Linked DNA regions of Mus musculus: regions 2, 3 and 4 are each linked to region 1. A link is a contact called in public HiChIP or PLAC-seq and Micro-C data. All regions are on one chromosome and are shown on one strand. The core of a region is the stretch at or near the end of the contact, and the rest is flanking DNA. Distances in the headings are between cores, read along the strand shown. Region 1 holds the start of Smarcc1 (SWI/SNF related, matrix associated, actin dependent regulator of chromatin, subfamily c, member 1). Region 2 holds the start of Map4 (microtubule-associated protein 4). Region 3 holds the start of Scap (SREBF chaperone). Region 4 overlaps Map4 (microtubule-associated protein 4).

The links. Hi-C and Micro-C count contacts between places; a contact is called where the count stands out from the background. HiChIP or PLAC-seq counts read pairs in DNA pulled down with a chosen protein or histone mark.
Region 2: a contact with region 1 is called in a Micro-C map of embryonic stem cells, with 5 times the contacts expected there. The contact joins the promoter of Map4 here to the promoter of Smarcc1 in region 1. A contact is called at or near these places in 3 of 39 promoter capture datasets (macrophages, neutrophils and pre-B cells), 5 of 484 Hi-C or Micro-C datasets (CD4 T cells, embryonic stem cells and muscle stem cells), 1 of 115 datasets of contacts at active chromatin or transcription factors (memory CD8 T cells) and 2 of 9 other capture datasets (adipose tissue and liver).
Region 3: a contact with region 1 is called in a Micro-C map of embryonic stem cells, with 6 times the contacts expected there. The contact joins the promoter of Scap here to the promoter of Smarcc1 in region 1. A contact is called at or near these places in 3 of 39 promoter capture datasets (the C10 cell line, the HPC-7 cell line and erythroid cells), 1 of 484 Hi-C or Micro-C datasets (embryonic stem cells), 1 of 115 datasets of contacts at active chromatin or transcription factors (memory CD8 T cells) and 1 of 9 other capture datasets (adipose tissue).
Region 4: a contact with region 1 is called in an H3K27ac HiChIP or PLAC-seq map of trophoblast stem cells, with 17 read pairs. The contact joins the enhancer-like site here to the promoter of Smarcc1 in region 1. A contact is called at or near these places in 6 of 39 promoter capture datasets (3T3-L1-derived adipocytes, the C10 cell line, the HPC-7 cell line and 3 more), 2 of 115 datasets of contacts at active chromatin or transcription factors (bone marrow-derived macrophages and trophoblast stem cells) and 3 of 9 other capture datasets (adipose tissue, liver and pancreatic islet).

Annotation. Positions count from the first base shown.
Region 1 is chr9:110,128,429-110,134,175 of GRCm38.p6, forward strand. It overlaps Smarcc1 (SWI/SNF related, matrix associated, actin dependent regulator of chromatin, subfamily c, member 1), which reads left to right and starts at 3,596. Exons shown (of 28, transcript NM_009211.2): 1 at 3,596-3,880. The coding sequence starts at 3,689.
Region 2 is chr9:109,928,161-109,933,907 of GRCm38.p6, forward strand. Map4 (microtubule-associated protein 4) reads left to right here and starts at 3,614. Exons shown (of 19, transcript NM_001205330.1): 1 at 3,614-3,780.
Region 3 is chr9:110,330,370-110,336,116 of GRCm38.p6, forward strand. Scap (SREBF chaperone) reads left to right here and starts at 2,987. Exons shown (of 23, transcript NM_001001144.3): 1 at 2,987-3,136.
Region 4 is chr9:109,983,199-109,988,945 of GRCm38.p6, forward strand. The region is part of intron 2 of Map4 (microtubule-associated protein 4); the gene reads left to right. Among named protein-coding and RNA genes, the nearest start is that of Map4, 54 kb to the left of the region's middle. Within about 2 kb of position 2,448, at least 51 of the 459 cell types and tissues checked have an H3K27ac peak or open chromatin away from gene starts, as enhancers often do. A contact at or near this core is called in hippocampal neurons and trophoblast stem cells, where this site is marked.

The DNA of each region.
Region 1 (5,747 bases), core at 2,346-4,845:
GTAGCCTTCAATCTTATTACTTCAGCCTCATGAGTAATTGGGGTTGCAGCTCTGTATAATCAGGCCTGTGCCTTACCATAGATACATACATGTATGTATGAATGGCTGTGTTGCCTTCACAGTGCAGTTCAGAACCCCTGGAACTGGAGTTAAAGGAGGTTATGAGCCACTATTTAGATGTTAGGAATTGAACTAGGTCCTCTGGTAGAAGAGCTTATCTCAGTTATCTGATTGCTCTTCTGAAGGTCCTGAGTTCAAATTCCAGCAGCCACATGGTGGCTCACAACCATCCATAATGAGATCTGATGCCCTCTTCTGGAGTGTCTGAAGACAGCTACAGTGTACTTACATATGATAATAATTAAATCTTTGTGGCCGGGCATAGTGGCACACGCCTTTAATCCCAGCACTTGGGAGGCAGAGGCAGGCGAATTTCTGAGTTCGAGGCCAGCCTGGTCTACAAAGTGAGTTCCAGGACAGCCAGGGCTACACAGAGAAACCCTGTCTCAAAAAACCAAAAAAAAAAAAAAAAAAAAAAAAATCTTTGTGAGTGAGTGGGGTTGGACTTCAATTCCCAACAACCACATGATGGCTCACAACCATCTGTAGAGCTACAGTGTACTCATATACATAAGATAAATACTTAAAAGAGGACAGGATCTCACTCCAGGCTGGCCACTAGCTCACAAAGATCTGCCTGCTCTGTGTCCTAGTGCTGGAATTAAAGGCCTGAGCCACTATGGTATGGCACTTTATGTGAGGTTTTTTTTTTTGTTTTTGTTTTTTTGAGACAGGGTTTCTCTGTGTGGCCCTGGCTGTCCTGGTACTCACTCTGTAGACCAGGCTGGCCTCGAGCTCAGAAATCCACCTGCCTCTGCCTCCCAAGTGCTGGAATTAAAGGGGTGTGCCACCACCGCCCAACATTCATATGCATTTTTATGTCTCTATTGTACTATCAACAAAGAACAGCGTGTACTTGAAAAAGGATGTTTACTTCAGATATAATTTCTGGGTTATTCAGTTATAATTTCTGGCTCAGCAGTTAAGAACACTTGTTCTTCCAAAGGACATGGGTCTGATTCCCAGCACCCACATGGAAGCTCACAACCATCTCTATGTAACCCCATTTCTAGCTGATGCCCTCTGTTAACTTTCATGGGCACTAAGCACCCATGTGGTACACAGGCGCTTATGGGAGAACAAAAGATTTATGCACATACAAAAACAAAGTAGACTCTACCATCTGACACTAGTTATTTAACGTCTCTATGATTGTTGTTCCATTTTGTCCATGATTCATTTTTCTTATCTGCAGTAAGTGTGCTTAGTGCAAATCATGGTACAGAAGTCCACAGTGCTTCACAAACACCAGCTATAGTAGTTCTAGTTACGTTCTGAAGCCGCACAATCCCCTTCTTTGAGACCAATTTTTTCTTCCTTTTTTTATTTAGAAGATATATATTTTTATTTGTATGAACACACTATAGCTGTCTTCAGACACACACCAGAAGAGGGCATTGGGTCCCATTACAGATGGTTGTGAGTCATCATGTGGTTGCTAGGAATTGAACTCAGGACCTCTGGAAAAGCAGTCAGTGCTCTTAACCGCTGAGCCATCTCTCTAGCCATTTATTTTATTATTATTATTTTTTTTTTTTTTTGGTTTTTTTCGAGACAGAGTTTCTCTGTATAGCTCTGGCTGTCCTGGAACTCACTTTGTAGACCAGGCTGGCCTGGAATTCAGAAATCTGCCGGCCTCTGCCTCCTGCCATTTTTCTTTTTAAAAGAACTTAAAAAATATTTATTATTAAATGTAAATACACTGTAGCTGTCTGTCTTCAGACACATCAGAAGAGGGCGTCAGATCTCATTAAGGGTGGTTGTGAGCCTCCTTGTGGCTGCTGGGATTTGAAACCAGGACCTTCAGAAGAGCAGTCAGTGCTCTTAACCATTAAGCCATCTCTCCAGGTCCTTAAAAGTTTTTTGTTTTTTTTTTTTTCGAGACAGGGTTTCTCTATATAGCCCTGGCTGTCCTGGAACTCACTCTGTAGACCAGGCTGGCCTCGAACTCAGAAATTGGCCTGCCTCTGCCTCTGGAGTGCTGGGGATTAAAGGCATGTGCCACCACGCCCGGCTTTAAAAGAACTTTTAAATTACATTTATGCATTTACTTTATGTTGCTTATGTCTGTGGGTGTGAATGTGCCATGACAAGCATGTCATTCCAGGCTGCCTGTAGAAGTCAGAGGACAAGTTAGTTGGTTGGTTCTCTCCTTCCATTGTTCCAGTTCCAGAATTGAATTTAGGTCGTCACTATTGGCATTACCCGCTGAGCCATTTCACTGCCCTGCTCCATTTTGTTGTTGAGACAGGGTCTCTGTATGTAGTCTTGGAACTCACTATGGTAACAAGCTGGCCTAAAAGTCAGCGACCTCCTGAGTGCTAGGATTACTACCACCCAGAATTAGGTATGGGTGATGTATGTGTGCCACAGTACACAGTCAGGGTGTAACTTCGTGAAGAATTTCACCTTCTACTTTTATGAGAATTCTGGGGTTCCAACTCAGGTTGCCAAGCTTTTTAAGAACTGAGCCAAATACATAACCTGAGACAACTAGTCTCTTTTGTTTGTTCAGGCAGGGAGGGTTTCCTGTAGCCCTGGTTGTCCTGGCTTTCAAGCTCTATGTACATCAGGCAGGCCTGGAACTCAGAAAACCTCCTGCTTCTACCTTATGGGATTAAAGGCGTGCACACTACATCTTCTAGGCTATCTCCATTTTTTTTTAAGGTCTATAAACTCATCACACCTCCTCACTTGGAGCTTCGTGAACATATCATGTTCACGTTTCCAATACAGCCAATACATTGTTTACAATGTAAACTTTCAGCCTTCATATAGCCTTCAAATGTAGATAAAGCGTCCAGTTCCCAACGCGGATGATAAAAACACCAGGTTGAAGAGAGAGCTACAAAAAAAACCGTTGGGTAATTGTGATCACTTGTTCACTCAGGGACTGGTTTTCTGGAATACTTTTAAAGTGATGAATTTGAGAGAGTGCGAATCACAAAGGAAGATAATGTCCAGGTCGCAGAAGTAGCTGGAGCTAGGCCGACTAAGCAGAAACCATCTGATGTGGTTCGAGAAACATTAATGAAGCCCCAAGAAAGACTAGGTCTTTAATGCAGGTCCCCAAACCGACGCGGCCTCCGGGACTAGCAGGAATTGCTTACTAGCGCTCGGGGGCGGGTACGCGGGGGGGTGGGGTGGGGTGGGGCTCGGCTCGCACTGCACACCCTAGACCGCTTTTTCTAGTAGAGATACAGAACCTCCTTGAGATTGTTGACCGCCTAACGAATAGACAAACGGGGCCCGGAAGAGTCATTCGTAGTGTCTACCAACAGCAGAGGCTGAGGCTCAGTTCCGAGAGACCAGAGGAAAAGGCGGGCAGCCTCAGTCCGTAGGGGACTACCGGCGTGCTGCGCATGCGTACGCCCGCTCTCAGTGCCTGTTCGTTGCAGCTTTAGGGTCCAGAAGGGGCGTGGCCGCGCCTCGGCGCCGGAAGAGGGTTGGCTGGGCGGGGCTAGGAGGAGGAGGAGGAGGTGGCATCTGCGCGCGCGCGCGCGGGTGCGAACGGGAAACGCCGCGAGGGCCAGGCTAGGCCGGGCGGTAGACACGACGGACGGTGACTATGGCCGCGACAGCGGGTGGCGGTCCGGGAGCAGCAGCAGGCGCCGTGGGTGCAGGGGGTGCGGCGGCGGCCTCCGGGCTGGCCGTGTACCGGAGGAAGGACGGGGGCCCGGCCAGCAAGTTTTGGGAGAGCCCGGACACGGTGTCCCAGCTAGATTCGGTGCGAGTCTGGCTGGGCAAGCACTACAAGAAGGTGGGTTCGCGCGCGCCCGTGGGGACCGAGGAGCCACGCGACGGGGGCTGATGGTGGCTGCCCGCTTCGCATGTCTGGGGCCGCCCCTCCCCCCCCCCCTCCGCGCGCCACGAGGGACAACAAAGGCCGGCTCGGCGCTTGCCACGCCCCCGCGGGCGACTAGGCACGCGGCGACCTGGCCCCAGCTGCTGGCTCTCTGGGGCCCACGTACTCGCGTGGGAAGCCCCATCTCACTCTCTCTTATGTGCAGGAGAGGTGGAACTGGACAGAGTCGCAGAGCGTGTGTTTCTGTTCTTTTGTTAGCTGCCTTAGGTGTGTGAACAAAGAGCCCATCCTAATAAAAGTATCTTGAAGTTTTGTTTAGAGACCAGTTGTTGAGCGTCTAGGTAACTAAGGGCTTGCTACCCTATGTGGATTAGTAGGGGACCTTGGATGACTGGCCTTGTGGATTCATGTAGGTTTAAACCTTGTATTGTACAATTGATATAGAACTATTAAAAGTGTTGGTTTTCCACTTCATTGTACTTTAGGTGGTGTGTAAGGATGTGAGTACAAGCGAGAGTTAGGTTTTTTTGTTTGTTTGTTTTGTTTTTCGTAGCCCTGGCTGTCCTGGAACTCACTTTGTAGACCAGGCTGGCCTCGAACTCAGAAATCCTCCTGCCTCTGCCTCCCAAGTGCTGGGATTAAAGGCATGCGCCACCACACCTGGCGAGAGCTTAGTTTTTATCATATATATATTTTTTGCAATGTTAATTTTTTTGGGAAAAGTGTGTTTCCCGTACTTTAGAATGCAAATTCTGCTGAGTCAGTTGTTTTACAAAAGTCGTGAATTAACCCTTTGTTGACACTTTAAAAAGAATTACAACTATTTACTTTGGAGGGGTACACACAACTCCTGTTTTCATGTCCACTTAAGCAAATCAATTCTCCTCGAACACCATACTGGTCCAGGAATTGAACTTAGATACTTTTTTTTTTTTCAGAGACAGGGTTTCTCTGTATAGCCCTGGCTGTCCTGGAACTCACTTTGTAGACCAGGCTGGCCTCGAACTCAGAAATCAGCCTGCCTCTGCCTCCCAAGTGCTGGGATCAAAGGCATGGGCCACCCGGCTTGAATTTAGATCTTGATGCTTGTGACAAGTGCTTTTACCCATGTGTTTCCACCTCACTGGCCCCAATAATACCTCTAGTAAAATTTCACCTTTATATAAATGTTGAAAAATGAATCCCTTAGTTGATATGATGAAACATCCAAAACACTTCCTCTACTCTTAAATTAAGTAGTAGTGGTTACCCCATTGCGGACCCAGAGTGGGTGTTGAGATTTACAAGCCTGAAAATGCATCTCCATGTCCTGGCTCATAGTTGACATTTAACTGTCTCACCTTGCATAATAGTTGTTTAGTGTTTGTTGAATGAATGAAAAGTTAAACTAGGACCTGGGGATTTAAATCAGTTTGTAGAGTGTTTGTTTAGCATGGGTTAGGTCTAGAGTTTGAACCCCAGCACCCAGCAGAGAGCCACCAAAACCAGGCATTGGTGGCTCTCTGCTGCAGTCTTTTGAGAGGTGTGAAGTTCAAGGCCATCCTTTGTATGGATGGAAGGTTAAGACAAGCCTCAAGTACCAATATCAGACTCTGTCTTAAAAAACTAAAAAGGGACAGACTAGTCTGAACCATTTCATTCAGTGTCTGCAGCTTAGTGAAGCCTATTTGTGTTTGACAGGGAGCTTGGGTTGCTTTGGTAATACACTGGTGTTTTCAGAAGTGGTCATGTCTCTAAAGCTTTGAAGTCAGAAATACAGTTGACTTATTTCTGCTTGGTGTACCTTACACTTTGTCCTCTTCCTCCTCTCCCTGCTCTCCCG
Region 2 (5,747 bases), core at 2,364-4,863, 200 kb before region 1:
TTAGGTATATGAGTACACTGTCGATCTCTTCAGACACACCAGGATAGGGCATCAGATCTCATTACAGATGGTTGTGAGCCACCATGTGGTTGCTGGGAGTTGAACTCAGGATGCCTGTAGAAGAGCAGTCAGTGCTCTCAAACACTGAGCCATCTCTCCAGTCCCTGCTCAAGGTTTCTGATTCACTAAATAACAGCTGTGCAATCTATAACAGATATTTTGCTTTTCTGGGTTGTATTAATGGTCTTTCTATGGTTATCTATTTATAGTTCTGTATCTTTCCCACAAAACCTTTACTTTTTTTGTTTATTTGATATAGGGTCTCATGTATCCCAGGCTGGCCTTGAACTCCTGATCCTCCAACTCCCACTTACCAAATAATGGAATTACAAGCACGGACCACTGGACTCTTATTATTGTTGTTTTGCTTCTTGGAGACAGGGTTTTTCTGTGTAGTCCTGGCTATCCTGGAAATTACTTTGTAGGCTGCCTGTCCCTGCTCCTGCCCCTGTCTCTGCCTTCTGAGTGCTGGTATTAAGGTCCTCTGCCTCTGCCTTCTGAGGGCTGGTATTAAGGTCCTGCACCATCACCACACAGCTTATTATTATTATTATTTTTACAGAGACAGTCTCAGCTGGGCTAACCCCATCATCTGGGAAGCAGAATCAGGTGGATCTCTGAGAGTCTGAGGCCAGCAAGGTTTACAAAGAATTCTAGGACAGTCAAGGCTGTAATATAGAGAAACCCTGTTTCGAAAAAACAAAACACAAAACAAAACTCAAAACAAAAAAGACACAGTCTCATTATATGGCTCAGGCTGTTCTTGACCTTAGGTGGCCTAGTTGACCTTAACTTGGTATCCAATTGCCTCAGCACACAATGCCAGGGCATCCTTTTGCTCTCTTAGGTTTTTTTTTTTTTAATTAATTAAAAAAAATTTTAAAAGATTTATTTATTATATCTAACTACACTGTAGATGTCTTCAGATGCACCAAAGAGGATGTCAGATCTCATTATAGATGGTTGTGAGCCACCATGTGGTTGCTGGGATTTGAACTCAGGACCTCTAGGAGAGCAAGCAGTCAGTGCTCTTACCCGCTACGCCATCTCCCCAGCCCTAAAATTTTTTTGAGATAGGCTCTCACCATCTCTCTGGCTTGCATGGAATAAGCTGTGTAAATCAGGCTGAACTTGAGCTCACAGAGATCTGCCTGCCTCTGCCTCTCAAGTGCTGGGATTAAAGGTGTGTATTGTTACATTAGGTTAGTTACTATGATTTTTTAAAATATGATTTAATATATATGAGCACATTGTAGCTGTCTTCAGACACACGACACACCAGAAGAGGGCATCAATTTCCATGACAGATGGTTTTGAGCCACCATGTTGTGGCTGGGAATTGAACTCAGGACCTCTAGAAAACCAGTCAGTGCTCTTAACCGCTGACCCATTTCTCCAGTTACTATGGCTTTAACAGTAAACTATGTCTACTAAATCGTAAGTAACTATGTATGTACTTTAGGACAGTTACTAATATGGATCTCATGTATATTATCATCATCTCCATTTACTGCTTAAATGAATGAGTATTGTGTGACAAAACTTTCCCTGGGGAAATGCAATACAGAAGTCTACTTATCCCAGAGAGGAAACTCATGACAAACCAAAGCCCAGCTTGGTGAACCAATTAGTTTTATTGGGGCTACCTTCAGTACTATGATGAAATATGAGTGAGGGGTTACTGACAGTAGCAGAAATGACTCAAAGACAGCTGAATCACCAAGGCCCACCCCAATACTGGTAACAACTCACAAATTGGGAAAACTGGGGCACACTGCATAGCCTGCAGGCCACTCAATGGGTTGAGTAAGTAAGGCTGGTCTAAACCTCTTCCAGGCGGCTTGGCTGGTCTCTGCTTCTCTCAGGCAGCTGGTCTGGTCTTAAGAGTCTGCAACTTTTGCTCTTCTGAGAATCTTCTTTACTGCGTAGGTCTTCTTTTCTGAGAGGGACGCTGAACTCTGGCAGGAAGTAGCCTAGTAAAACTAGATGGTTTCAGGGCCTTCCTGCTTAATGGAAAGTTCCAATCTTGGAGGAAACTGTTACACAATATCGATACAGAAAGGTTTAGAAGTCTTCCACAGGTTTACATAATTTGTTTAGCCATGCTGAGACTTCATCGGGAATATGGTATTTTACCTTTGGCATCCTATTAGTAACTTTATTGAGAGTGACTATTATCTAATTTTCATAAACGAGGAAACTGAGGCTTACCTTTCCTAAGGCTACAAAAGCACAGCTGTACTTCCTAACCAAGTTCTCCTGGTAACCCCTATATGCCTGAGTTTACAATCCTAGCACCTGGCTACTGAAGTTAAAGCCCCACTAGCCAAACATTGTCTTGTTGACACTGTGGTGTTACTAAACTTGCCTGTTAACATAATGAGAATGAGGAGTGCTGGAGAGAAAATTAAACTATTAAAGATAAGGCTCATAACTAAAACTACAAAGGGCACTGAGGATATATTAACCATGTAGGGCTCTTGTGATGATTAAGATATGTGGATCATGGAATAAGCATAAAGGAGTTGGGTATCACTATTTCTTCTGGACCAGTACTATGCACAGGCAATATAATGTGACCGTAGTGACACTCTAGAGGAGGGGGGCGGGGAGAGGAGAGTAGGAGGAGGTAATTTTAGCTGTGTATGGCGGCTCAAATTTGTAATCTCAACACTCAGGAGGCTGAGGCTGAGGGATTGCCATCACTCTGAGGGAGGTGGGTGATGCAAAGTGAATTTCAGGCCAGCCTGCGCTATGGTGGGAGGCACTGTGCAAAAAACCCAAAACAGAACAAAGGTGATCTTTAAGTTTTCAAGTAACTACGTTGAAAAAAGAAAAAAACTAAAAGAAACATGAAATTATTTAAGTTACTAAATACACTCCCAATTATATAATCAGTTTTTTCTTGTTTGTTTGTTTGTTTTTCGAGACAGGGTTTCTCTGTAGAGCCCTGGCTGTCCTGGACCTTACTTTGTAGACCAGGCTGGCCTCGAACTCAGAAATCCGCCTGCCTCTGCCTCCCGAGTGCTGGGATTAAAGGCGTGCGCCACCACGCCCGGCCCCATATAATCAGTTTTGCATTCAACAATGTTCCTTCTCAACTTGGTCCAGCCACGTTTCAGGCAGCTACTATGAGCTGCGCCCTCAGCTCCCAGTCAGTTCCTCGCGGTTAGCAGTGAACCCAAGGCCCCGCCCCCGCCCCTCCCAGATTACATCATAGAGCCCACCAGTCAGGGCCGGCGGGGCCCACTCAGGCCCACCCGTACGCAGGCGCGTGCGCCTGACACTAGCATCCTTTCTGCTGGAAAAGGAAGCGGCGGCCCTCTCAGAACGGCGGAGGCGGCCTGAGCCTCGCCATTCGCTGAGGCATCCGCGGGCGGGAGGCCGCAGTCTAGACCCCCGACGCGCGCCGCGCCAACGGTCCGCCACTCGTGCTGCTTCCACGGAGAGGGCGAGGAGTAGGGGCCGGCGTGGATTGGTTCGCGGCGCCTCGGCCCGCCCTTCGGTGGCGCCCATTGGCTGGGGCGGCACCCGCTGACGGCGAGCACGCTCCGCCTTCGTGCCGGCCTTCAAGAGGGCGACGAGGAAGCGGCCACCTCCCTGTGCCCCGCCCCTCCGGCTAGGTCTGTGGCTTCTGCGGCTCCTCCCGGCTGCTCCCGGCTCCTCTCTGCCCTCTCCCGGCTTCCTGCGGCTCCGGCTTGGGCTCGGCGGCGGCGGCGGGTAGGTGCGGCTGTGATTGAGATCGGAGGGTCGGCCTCCTCACTAACCTCCACGACTCCCGCCCAGGTTCTCGCGGTGGCCGCCGGGGACCCCGCAGGTCCCTCCCGAGGCGGGGAAGGGCGGTGGCTGTCCGCCTACGGGACGCCGGGGTGGTTGAGAGAGGGGGCCTGGTGGGGGGCCTGCGGGCGTGACCTTCGGAGTTTCTGAGACGCCTTCTGAGGGGACCGTAGGGGGCGAGGCGGGCGGAGAGATTTTGTATCAGGGCTTCGGAGGTTGTGGAGCCGAGGGGCTTGCCTCAGGCTGGGCATGTGCTGAGCCGGGACACTGAGGGTCGACTGCAGCCTGGGCCCTTGGGTGGGGTTCGGGATGCAGAAGGACGCCGGGGTCGTTTCTCCAGGCTTCAGGAGGGGCGTCCGTGTATGTGGGGACTGAGGCGAGCTCTGCGTGTCCCTTCTGGGGGTTATGGGTGGGGCCGAGGGGTGGTCTGGAGAATCCAACTCGAGCCCTTGTGTGCGTGGGTCCCGCACACTTTGGGGACTGACGCGCATCTAGTGTCTGGCTTCGGGAATGCAAAAGGGGTCACGTTAAGGGTGCGGAGTCCGGAAACAGGGACCAGGGCTAGCAGCGGCTGTCGGAAACGTTACTCGGAGCAGAGATTGTGGTTTATTTTAGCACCCGGGACGAGCTCTTTTGGACTGTTACTGTCGGAACTCAACTTTACTTGAGATTGCCTCCTGGGCGTTTTGGGGAGGGTTTGCTTATCTCTTGGATTGTGTAGATTAAATGCATTTGGTCTTTAGGGGAAGAGGCTGATTTCCCCACAGGTTTGTGTTTTAGGAATCCAGAACTCGCCCCCTCCTGGAGCGGAGTTGTAGCCTGTACTTCTCAGGCAAGATTAGTGTTACCCAGCCTTTTGCTGGAATCCCCCTTTCTCCTTGCCCTCCGCTGGTCCAGTTACAGAATTTCTCCCCAGGGCCTCTGCAGTGTTTCTTGCTCCCTGCGAGTGTCTCCCGCCCGTTTTCCTACTGCTGCGCTTTTGGCAACTGCCTCTGCTCTTTCCCAGGGATGGTTGTGGCATTGCATCAGGGGATATTTGTGCTTGTAATTTGCTCACTCAGCCCAGGAGGAGGGAGAATAGTATGGTGTAGAGTTGGGGGGTGGGGGTGGGAGGGTGACAAACGGGAGGGGGGCGGTTGCCGGCAGCTTGGCTGGGTAGGCAGAGCGATGGGTGTGGTAAGGGAAATACAGCTGCTCTAGGCCTATAGGGTAACACTGCCCAGTCATCAGCGCAGAGATTCAAAGACCAGCAGCAGCAGCTATTTTTATAAATCAATCCTGAATCCAAGCTGAGCACATGGATTTAGGGTGAACAGTTGTCATGCCCTGACTATGACAGGCTGAGTGTTTTGTAGACAACACTGCAGTTGCTAAGCAAGAGGCTGGATCTGTCTGTACTATGATGCAGGTACTTGCAACTTTGTAACTTTTTCTCCACTTTGGGGAATATGTTCATGGCTTTTCAATTGATGGAGTCTGATGGTCCATACCATTTCCTTCAAAGCTGATATTTTTAAGTCAGTCATAATCTCGTTTTACACTTAGCTTAAAGTAATTAAAACTATTGCTTTTTGAGCTAGTACCTACCATCTTTCAGGGGTTTACAAAAAAAAGGATTTATGTAGCTGTACATGTGGTTATGAGCCTTCATGTGGTTATTGGCAAATGAATTTTTTTTTCTTTTTAGGACCTCTGCTCGCTCGGGTTAACACTGCTTGCTCTCTGGTCAGCCCCTCTCACCCAGTCCCTGCTTGCTCTGGCTCAAAGATTTATTTATCATTATACATAGGTACACTGTAACTGACTTCATACCCAGCAGAAGAGGGCATCAGATCTCTTTACGGGTGGTTGCTGGGATTGTGAACTCAGGACCTTTGGAAGAGCAATCAGTGCTCTTAATCTCTGAGGCA
Region 3 (5,747 bases), core at 1,737-4,236, 200 kb after region 1:
TAAGTGGGGCTCAGCCACAGAGCATTCCTGTAACAGATGACTTGGGTTCAAGTTGAGCACCCAAAGCAAAACCAGACACCAGGCAAATAAAACTGGAAAGATCTTACATACCTTCACAAGGAAAGAGACGGCGGTCAGAGCGGGAGAAACCAGGGACAGAGAAGGCGATGCTCACTCCCAGGCTCCTGAGGGGGCGGACGTGGTACTTGAGGGATAAGGCTTGGAGGAAGTGACCTGAGGATGGAGTGGGAGGAGCATGGGCTTCCCTACCCTGCTTTCTACTGTTGCTTCTAATTTAAAAACAAAGAAAAGAAAAGAAAAGAAAAGAAAAGAAAAGAAAAGAAAAGAAAAGAAAAGAAAAGAGAAAACAATCTTTTGTTTTCTTCAATTTTTAAGACAAGGTAGCCTTTGAACATATAGCCCTGGAACTTGCCATGAGCTCACGTAGGTTCTGCTTCAGACTTCTGAGTGCTGGGCTCACAAGCGTTTGCCACCAGTTCTGGTGTTTTAGTCTGCTGCTCTGTGCTACGATAAAACACGAACCCAAGTCAACCTGGGGCTGAGGTGGGGGCCACAGAGATAGCTCCATAGTTAAAGACACTCGTTGCTCTAGCAGAGGACCGGAGATCTTTCCAGCAACTTCACAGTGGCTCACAACTGTCTGTAGCTCCAGTTTTAGGGGGAGTTGAAGCCCTCCTTAGGGAACCAGGAATGTTCATGGTGCAAACGCATACCAGCAGAGGAAACACTCATACACAGAATACAATAAGTACATCTTGGGCTGGTGTGATGGCTCAGTGGGTAAGAGTACCCGACTGCTCTTCCAAAGGTCCAGTGTTCAAGTCCCAGCAACCACATGGTGGCTCACAACCATCCGTAATGAGATCTGACACCCTCTTCTGGTGTGTCTGAAGACAGCTACAGTGTACTTACATATAATAAATAAGTAAATCTTTTAAAAAAAAAAGTACATCTTTTCTTTTTTTTTTTTTTAAATCAACTCGGGGAACAAAGGGTATATTTGGTTTGCATTTCCATGTCCATCAACAAGAGTCAGAGCAACAAAATACACCACGTAAAAAAATAAATTTTATTTTTATTACTGAGGTTTGAGCTCAAGGCCTTGATGCTAGGCCCTACCAGTGGGCTGCATTTTCTTATCTTTGTGGGGGCCAGACTTATGTACCAGACTGGCCTCAAATTGGAACCTTGGACTTCTGTTCCTCCTGCCTGCATCTCCTAAGGGCTGACATAGGTGTGACCCACTGAAAGATCCTAACAGAATGTAAAAGGTCACAGAAGCCCTGAAATTGGCAAGATAGATGTCACTGTTAGCAGAACTAGCTTCACTGATTTAGAAAAATAGAGGTGCACAATGCTCTGGCCACTCCTTGAACTTGTGTGTCTGCCAATGTTTTGACCATTCCTTGAACCCATGTGTGTGCCCACTGATGAAGCCCACTGCCAGGTGTTTGTGATATTGGTTGCTGAGAAAGAGTCAGAAAATCTCCCCAGCAACCACAACCGGGCCAATCCTGAGTTGCTGCCCCTGCACCAGACTCTTTCCTTGTACCCCTCCCATACCCATTTCTTGAGAATTGTTTAGATCTGGAAATCCCCCCACTCTCCCCTTCTCCTTTCCCCCCTGAGGGCCTATAAAAACTGGGACCTCTTTCCCCTCGAGGTCGACTCCTCTAACCCTGCGTGGGATATGAGTCATCCCCAGAGCTCTGGCTTTCCCCGAATAAAGCCTCATGTGGTTTGCATCAAGCTTGGTCTATCGTGAGTTCTTGGGTGTCTGCTATTATCCTGAGGCCTGAGCGAGAGGCTCCTCTGGGGAGTCTTTCACCACCACTGCCAGTTTGCTGGGGGTTAAGGCTCATATTCAAGGCTGGGCAAGCAGTATATCAACTGAGTTACATCTCTACCAGAAACCTGCTTTATAGAATAACCCTATTCCAAAGGCTGAAGTGGCCACCTCTGATTTGTTTTGCACGGTGACTATACTTATATTTTCTCTTCCCCCACCACTGGTGCCCTTGAGGGCAGGTACAGGGTCTGTTCTACCTTAGTATGCCTTGGGGGTGAGCAAGAGTGACACGAAAGAAGTATGTTTAAGGTAGCAAGATGGGGGCAGGTGGCCACTCTGACCTGTGACACTCAGAGAGTCAAGACATTGGTAGTGTGGTTGAGATCTCTCCACAGGCAGGCCTGAGGACAAATGGAAACATAGCAACCAGGGTTGGTGCTGTTGCTGAGTGTCTGGAACCTCACTTTCCCCAAGGCCAAATGAGAGAACACACACCATATGCTTAACTCAGCATTTACCAGAGCAGTCACTCAGCATAATCCGTTACATGTGCAAGTCGACTGGTGGCAGTTCAGAAGGTGGAAGAGACTCAGACACCCATAGTTCCTCTACGTGGGAATAAACACTGAGTATATATCTTCCACTTTACCCTATGCATTGTATTTTTAACAAAAATGGAATCCTAACACCAGCTTGGTTTTGAACTAGCTTTCATTATAAGTGCTCATTTAACATCCTTGGTGTTGGAGGCTCCTATACCTAGTTCATCAACTGAATACACTTGCTATTTAGCTCAGTTGCTTCTAATTCCCTGGTTTGTTTTTCTTTTTGATGCTGCTGTGGATCAAACCCAGGGCCCCTAGCGTCTCAGGCAAGCTCTCTACCACTGAGCCATACACCCAGCCCCGCTTCTAATCCTTTGGCACTATAAAGCATGGAACACGAGCTCTTGTGCATGTTCTCAATCACTTCCCAGGACAGTGATGCTGTCAAAACTCTGAAGTGCTACTAGCCACCTTTTTCCAGGCCACAGGCAACTCCAGTACTTCCTCTCGCAGTTGTGTGGCAGGGGACCACCAGGGGGCGAACCCGAGCCGTTGGCAGTGCCAGACTACGCATGCGCACGCCGCCGGGAGCACGTGTGGAGGGCGGCGGAGCGGGAGGGGAAAGGTAGGAGTTGAGAGGTGAAGGGGCGGGGAGCTGCGCGGGCGCCGGGCGGCCGGGAGGGAGAGGGCGGGCTCCAAACACCGGACCGCGGGCCAGGAGCGCGCAGGCCGTTCTCCGCCGCTCGGTCGCCGCCGCCCGGGAGCTGCCTCGCTGCCACAGGTACCTCAGCGCGCGTCTGCACGGTGCGGCTGGGCCCCGGCGCCGGCCTCGCGCCGCTCGTGCCCGGGAGTTCCGGGATGCGGGCGAGCCCGGGCAGGGGCGCGCGGGCGTGGGCGCTGTCCAGCAGCCCGAGGCGCGGCTCCGGAGACCGCAGTCTGGAGCTGGGGGCCGGACGGTCTCGCGTCCCCCTTCCCGACCGCGCCCCCGCCCGGGCCGAGCTGCCTGGGTCGCGATGGGTTCAGGCTGAGTGAGCTCAGGCAGGTAGGCTCGCCGCTGGATCCTGCTTTGGGGTTGTCTGGGGTTGTCTGGGTGAGGGCTAGACCCTGTGACTCAGTCCTGCCTCTTTCCGAAGATCCGATAGCCAGGCAACATGTAGATTCTCTGCTGGGAGTGCTCGGTTTCTGGTTTTATGTGTTGCTTAAACCTAAACTTTGCTCGCTTATGTTGCTTATGTTTACTTCCAGGTGGTTTTGTTGCATCAGGGTTATAATGGGATAGCGCTAGCTGCAGCGAGTCCCGGGTCCACACTGCATCTCAGAAAGTTGTGCAGATGGTGGCGATGAAGAGGAGGGCAGTGAGCCACAGGTGGCGGCGGGTGAGGGGTGGGAGTGGGAGTGGGGTCCTGGAGGTAGTCTTCCTTAGTTTAGCTTATTTATCTCTTATGGTGACGGAAGCGATGAATAAATAAGTTCATGATGATCTTGTAGTAATTCTTGTGAAGTCGACATAGGAACAGTCTTTAATGATGCGTTTGGGTGCGTTTGTAGAGTTTGCTTATGCAGTGTGCAGCCATCTCAAGGTGTGCTAAACATTAAAGCTTTTCTTAGAGTCAGGATCAAGTGTATCTAGTTAGTGCTGAATGCATTTTAGGTGTAACCTGTGTGATGCTCAAGTGAAGATTGTATGTTATGAAGTATATGCTAATGTATTTCAAATCTAAAGGCTTTTTATATATTTGCAGCGTTTCTGCTTGGCAAATATTTTGTTTGTATTGTTTTTTTAACGACCAACAGGAAATACAAGTATAAACATTATTCCTATACTCATTATTAAGTTACTTGGGGACGTGTGCCTAGGGCATTGGTCTGCCACTGAGTAACACCTGTGGCTTTTTATTTTGAGTTGGGCTTCATTGCCCAGGCTGACCACAAAGTTTCATCCTCCTGCCTCGGTTTCCTGAATATGTGGGATAGCAGATGTGTGTGCTCCTGCTCCTGCTCGGCACTCATTCTTTGGTCAGGTTGAAAAGCAAGAACTGGCTTCCCCTTACTTGAAACTCCGTTGTTGTTGAATACTCTCTTGTTACTGTGTGTGTGGGGGGGGGGGGGCGGGTGGGAAGTACCTCTCCAGATGTTTCCATGTGCTTTAAAAGTCACGGTTTGGGAACCCTACCACCCATTTAGATTACTGTCCTGAGATGGGCACAAAACCTTTACTCTTAGTTTGTGGCTAGAACACAGAACCATAAAAATTGTGATTTGCCTGAGGCCATATGTAAGCTGCTTAACTGTCCTGTTGGGAAAGGGACCATGCCTGCCGTCCGTTTGTATTTGTTAATGTGGTTGGTTAGAGTTGCCACAGTTCAGGATCACTCCAGATACTCATCTCGGCGAGCCTAGAATTCATGTGCACTTTGCTCACTTTGACAGTCTGTATCCTTCTGTTGGCTGCGACAAATACCGCATGTGTGGTTTTCATTCTCTTTCCCGTGGAACCAGTTTCCAGGGTCATCCAGTGTGTGCATGGAGAATCAGGCCTTCAAACTGTGTCTTCCGGATTCTGCCATACGAGCTCCTGACCCTGGAACTTACCACTGTTCTGAGTTGGCTAAAGAAACAAGATCCGGGTGACTTTAGCCACCTAAAGTGATCCTTGTGGGTAATATTTGTGGAATTTTTCAAGGCTCTGGCTGTTGGGCACAGCTTATCTAAAGTTCCGTAATGAACAGATGAGATGATAGTGTTAGTCTATAGGGTGAATTTCAGGCAAGTTTTCTCACTGGCCAGTTAGGGGCTGTGCCTGTATGCGAACTTGTTTGCCCGACAACAGTCCGTGTTTTCCTGCAGATGTGCCCACTGGCTTCATAGTCTCTCTATTGTTCTCTTAGCAAATGGGAGGTGGAAGAGGAGGTGGTATGAGTGGAGGAAGCAGCCTGTGTCCAAGATGGCACATCTCAGTACGGCACGGCTCTCTTTCTCTCCTCTTCCCCACTTGGCTTGTTAGACTTTTCTAATTTTTAATTTTTTTTAAAATTTGTGGAAAATAATATATAAAATAAAATGTACAATTTTAATGATTAAATAGAGTAGTCAGGGATATTAAATATACTTACAGTGTTGTATAGCTGTCATTATTACCCATTTTCAGAACTTCTTAATTATTGTACACAGAAACTGTCCCCATTAAACAGTCCATATTTCCTGTGCCGCCTACTGCTGGCAACCTCTGTTGTACTCTTTTTTTCTGTGAGCTTGCTTGTGATAAGTTCTCTCATCTGAGGAGAATTGTAATTATGCTTTTTAGATTATTTCACTTTTGTTTAATGTGTATGAATGTTTTGCTTGCATGTTTGTATGTGTACCATATGTATGCCTGGTGCCCTCAGAGGTCA
Region 4 (5,747 bases), core at 1,198-3,697, 150 kb before region 1:
CTCAACTGAAGCTCCTTTCTCTGTGATAACTCCAACTTGTGTCAAGTTGACACACAAAGCCAGCCAGTACAATTTCCAGTGCCCCTTTATGGCCTCTGCATGTGATGCATAAACATCCATGCATGCAAAATAATGATAGTAATAATAAAATAATGTAAAAGTAAGAATCAATATATCTAAATATTTAAAAAAGATTGTATTATGTGTGTGAAGGTTTTGTCTGTGTGGGTGTATGGGTATGCTACATGCATACCTGTTGAGTCTACTGGAACTGGGTTTGTGACTATTTATGGGACACTTTATACAGGTGCTGATTACTGAAACTGAGTTCTCTGCAAGAGCAACAAGTGCTCTTAACCTCTGAGCCATTTCTGTAGCCCCGCCAACACAGTTCTTTTTAAATGTATATTGAGTGTTTTGCCTGCCAGTATATGTGTGCTGTGTGCATGCCTGGTGCCTGTAGAGGCCCGAAGAGGGTGCTAGATCCCCCGAACTGCTGTATAGTAAGGATGGTTCTAAGCTCCTATGTGGGAACTTTGAACCGAACCTAGATCTTTTGCAAAAGCACCAGGTGTTCTTAAACACTTAGTCATCACTCAGTCCCAAGAACCAGTATGTTTTAAGAAAAAGATTTATAGCCAATCAGTGTTGGTGCATTGATTTAATCCCAGCACTCAGGTGGCAGAAGCAGGTGGATCTCTACATTCAAGGCCAACATGATTTACAGAGCTAGTTCCAGGACTGCCCAGAAACCCTATATTAAATAACAACAACAAAACAAAGAAGAGAAATGAAAAGGATTTATTTTATCTTATTTTCATTTATGTTTATGTATTTGTATGAGTTATGCTATGTTTGGAGACCATAAGGTGCCTGGAGTTATTAGAAGCAGTTGTAAGCTGCCCTACATGGGTTCTGAGAACTGAATTTGGATTCTGTGCTATAGCAATAAGTGAATTTAGACAGTGGGTCATCTCTAACCACAAGTAAGTTACTTGGAATAGTTTTTAGGCATTATGGAAGAAGAGCTCTAAAGACTTATTGTTACTTTGGGTCTTAAGGTGTAGCCTATGCTGTTCTGGAGCTTTGGCTCTCCTGGTTCAGCTTTCTCTGTGTTGGGATTGTAAGCATGTTCCTCAAGGCCGATTTATTAACCCTCATCATTTGTGTTTGATTTTACTTTTTTTTTGGGTGCTCAAAGTCGAGGTATACACCTTGAGTTTGTGTTTTGTTTTTGGAGCAGGCTTGGTTAGGTTCTCACTTGTTTGATTGTAGGCTCGGGCCAATCAAGGGAAGTTTAAAGCATTGTCCTCATATCTAGATATAGAGGGGGCAGCTGAATGAGCTATGCGTGTAATAGAACAGTAGTTGACTTTATTTCCTTTAATTCTTAAATGACCACCCTGTCTTTAACTAAAAAGTGAGCGGTAAACCATGCATTGTCATCCACACCTATGAGATCCTAGCTTGATAAAGAAATTAAGGTGGTTACATAGGCTTTTCAAGGATAACCTGGGCTACAAGAAACCTCATCTCAAAACATAAAATGAGATTAGTTGATGAAAAGGAAAGTTGCTTTTTTCCCTATGTACAATTTTTTTTAAATAAACATGATGGCACCAGCGCCCCCTAAGAATCCTTTTCTGTTAAAGCGAGGAATGCATTTCTTTTTTTTCTTTTTTGTTTGTTTGTTTGTTTGTTTTTCGAGACAGGGTTTCTCTGTGTGGCCCTGGCTGTCCTGGAACTCACTCTGTAGACCAGGCTGGCTTCGAACTCAGAAATCCGCCTGCCTCTGCCTCCCGAGTGCTGGGATTAAAGGCGTGCGCCATCATGTCCGGCCTGAGGGATGCATTTCATGAGTGGGTGCAGTGGCTTGCTTGTTGTCTACTGCGTTTGAAATTGTTTCCAGATGTATTGCTCTTCCCTGATTACTCCTAAACTGCCCAATGCCTAGGAGTTTATTATCAGTACTCTGTGCCTCGCCCTTGCATGCCTTTCAAATAGCAGTAACAGATTCTGTGGCTGTCTTATGCTAGTGAGTACCTTACTCATTGTTGGCTTCCACAAGCAGTTAGCAAGTTTGTGGGCAGTTCGCTTAAGACTTTATTCTGTGTCCCATTTGTAAGATAGAAATTAAGACTAAGTTCTTTGAGGCTAGCATTTTTGTAGAATAAAAAGTTAGGTGGTGGTACATGCCTTTTATCCCAGCATTTGGAAGGCAGGTGGATCCAACCTAGCCTGGTCTACATAAAAAATATAAGGAAATTAGTCTAGGATAGCGCTCCTCAAGGATGAGCCTTGGTCCAGCGTTTTCAGGTCATGTGCAGAGTACAGAGGATAGGTTAGAGGATGTCAGTCAGTCTGGACAGACTAGTGGACAGACTGCATGTGACTTGGCCTTAATGAAATAGTGCAGTCTGCCAAATTTGCCACAAGAGGGTGATGTTGGCAAGAGTCTGGCTGCGCTGAGCCTGTGCTCAGTCTTTCTGCTTGGCCTGAAGCTTTCTCCTGGCTCACAGCACAGCTGCCACTCGGCTCCTTAACCCTTTCCTTTTTGTTTTTTGTTTTGCTTTTTTTTGAGGCAGGGCTTCTCTGTGTAGCCCTGGCTGTCCTCAATTATAGCTATTTTCTTTTTTCTCTCTTTGTGTGGGTTTTTCTCTTGTCTTCTAACAATATCTTTTCTGACTCAGCTCAGCTTCTCCTGGCTCAACTGTCACCTTCTCAATTATCACCTTTCACTGTTTTTGACTTTACTCTTCTGCCACCTGAACTGTACTTACTCTGCCCTACTCTTCTCTGACCCTAGTCCAATCCTCCTCTAATGCTCTACCGCGCTCTGTCTCTGCTGACTTGGCTCTGCTCTGCTCTGCTCTTCTCTTCTCTTCTCTTCTCTTCTCTTCTCTTCTCTTCTCTTCTCTTCTTTCTTTCTTTCTTTTTTTTTAATTTAAGTTTTTAAATTTATGTATGTGAGTATATTATCGCTGTCGTCAGACACACCAGGAGAGAGCATCAGATCCCATTACAGATGGTTGTGAGACACTATGTGGTTGCTGGGAATTGAGCTCAGGACCCCTGGAAGAACAGTCATGCTCTAGCCCTTCTGTTGCCTTTTTATATCCATTTCTTTTCTTTCTTTCTGTTTTTGTTTTGTTTTGTTTTGTTTTGTTTTTCGAGACAGGGTTTCTCTGTATAGCCCTGACTGTCCTGGAACTCACTCAGTAGACCAGGTTGGCCTCGAACTTAGAAATCCGCCTGTCCCCGCTTCCCGAGTGCTGGGATTAAAGGCGTGCGCCACCACGTCTGGCTAACTTGAGTATTTCTTGAACCATTTATAATCCTGGACTGTCTTATCTTCTAGCATCTTATTTTCTGGAGTTCCTTGTCAAAGTCTCTTAATCTCTCTTCCCTCAGTTCTGTGAACCTTTGGCTTACTTATAGTTCTGACTTGGGCATGCAGGATGTGGTATTCAGCAGTCTGTCTTAAAATTCTTCACATAGGCCTATTGTTGCTCTGCATTGTAGATGGCCTCTGTATTGCTGTAGACCAAAGTCCTGCTCATAGACCTTTCAGTGGTTAAGGATCGAAGATCTCTTGACCAGGATTTTTTGGCTCGAAGGCAAAGGCAGTGACTGGTCAGGTTATCTTCTCAGAAGATCTCCCGATCAACTCTTAGCTTTGTTTGATGTTATCACAGCTTTTTGTTTCCTATAGAAAGATAAACAAATCCATGTCCCCAATGCAAGATATTCTTGGATTCCGTTCTGATGTTAATACATCCTTATAGTATATAGACTGAGTTAATTCCACAATTTTTTAAAAATAACCCTGTGTCTCTCAGCTGCTGTTGTTCCTTTCTCATTAACATTAGGAAATTTAAACAGAGTACTATTTAGTCTATCCTAGAGGGTCTTTATTCTTTCTTTTTGTTTTATAAGCATTTCTTTTAAAATACAATTAGATCTTTCTATAATTGCCTGTCCTATATGATTGTTTGGTATACCTGTAACATTATATTATAATTTGCAAAGAATTGCTTCATCTTTCTGGATATATATGTAGGGATATTGTACAGGAATTCCTATATTAGTGATTACTTCCAGTAAATGTATAATTACAGAATCAGCTTTTTTTTTAAGATTTATTTATTCTATGTACTTAAGTACATTGTGGCTCTCCTTGGACACACCAGAGGAGGGCATAGGATTCTATTACAGATGGTTGTAAGCTAGCTACCATGTGGTTGCTGGAAATTGAACTTGGGACCTCTGGAAGAAGAGCCAGGGCCCTTAACCCCTGAGCCATCTCTCTAGCCCCAGAATCAGCTTTTTCAAAACTCATAGCCGCTGGGTGATGGTGGCGCACGCCTTTAATCCCAGCACTTGGGAGGCAGAGGCAGGCGGATTTCTGAGTTCGAGGCCTGGTCTACAAAGTGAGTTCCAGGACAGCCAGGGCTATACAGAGAAACCCTGTCTTGAAAAACAAAACAAAACAAAACAAAACAAAAAACAAACAACAACAACAAAAAAAACTCATAGCCATTGCACATTGAAACCCTGAGTATAATCAGTGGTATGGTGTACAAACTTTAGTTTCCTAAATTCTGAAAAATGAAACATACCCATTGTGGGTGCTGAGCCCCTGGATGTGGCCTAGTGGATGGTAAGCAAAGCCTCTAAGCTCCTCTGTAGTACTAGTGACCATGTACACTGGCATACTGTGCACACAAAATAGAGGATCCTAGCAAACTACTGGAGCCTCAGGATGGCCCAAAACAGTGCAGTGGGTGCTTCAACCCTCCATCTATATGGAAGTCCACGTGGGTGCTGGCAGCCTGGCACCTCCCCATAATGCCTGTGAGATGGTTGACTATTCTAGAGCTTGTGTCAATTCTCTATTGGCCCAAAGGCCATATAAACACTCTTGCTGCTGTGTAGCACAGTAGATCTGCACCTTAGTGCTGGTCTCTGGAGTCTTGTTTCCTGGGTTTGAGACTCCACCTCTCTCACCCCCTCCTGAATCCCAGTTTCCATAATCCCCTTGCCAGATTTCATTTCTTTTGTTGCCTTTAGGAGTTACTTCCAGTAGGTAATGGAGTTTGATTATTGTTATAGAATATTTGATCACATTGTGAACCCCAGGATTGAGAACTGGAAAAACCTTGTGTGGCTCAACCCTAGCACACACCTACCTACCTTCCTTCCCCCCCCCCCAATTCTTTCTCCTCCCCTTCCCCTCCCCCTCCTCCTTCTCTCCCTCCCTTCCTTCCTTCCTTCCTTCCTTCCTTCCTTCCTTCCTTCCGGCACACATCTTTAACACAAGAGCTAAACAAAGTCAACCCTAGGTTAAGATGAGGAACAAGCAATCAGTTGACAGGGAGTAAACAGAAAAGTAAACAGAAAGGAAAGAGATTAAGTTAGGAAGTATTTAAGGAAGTTGTAGAGGAGAATGGACTTTTTCCTTCTGGGATTTTTTAAAGACAAAAATGGGAGGGGGTATAGGAATAATAGGGAAGAAAGGTAGATAATTGAATCTACTTTTACAGATATTGATACAAAATTAAGGTTGTATTTGGTTGCATTGGTATAGATCTTTGTATATGATACAAAATTAAGGTTATATTTTAGTTACAACATACTATGTATCAACTCCTTTTAAGATATTGCACCTTTGTGATTCTTAAAAATGCAACGTAAAGTTCTTGTCCTTTTGAAAGCTACCAGTACAAGTTGTTTAGGATAATTAAGAA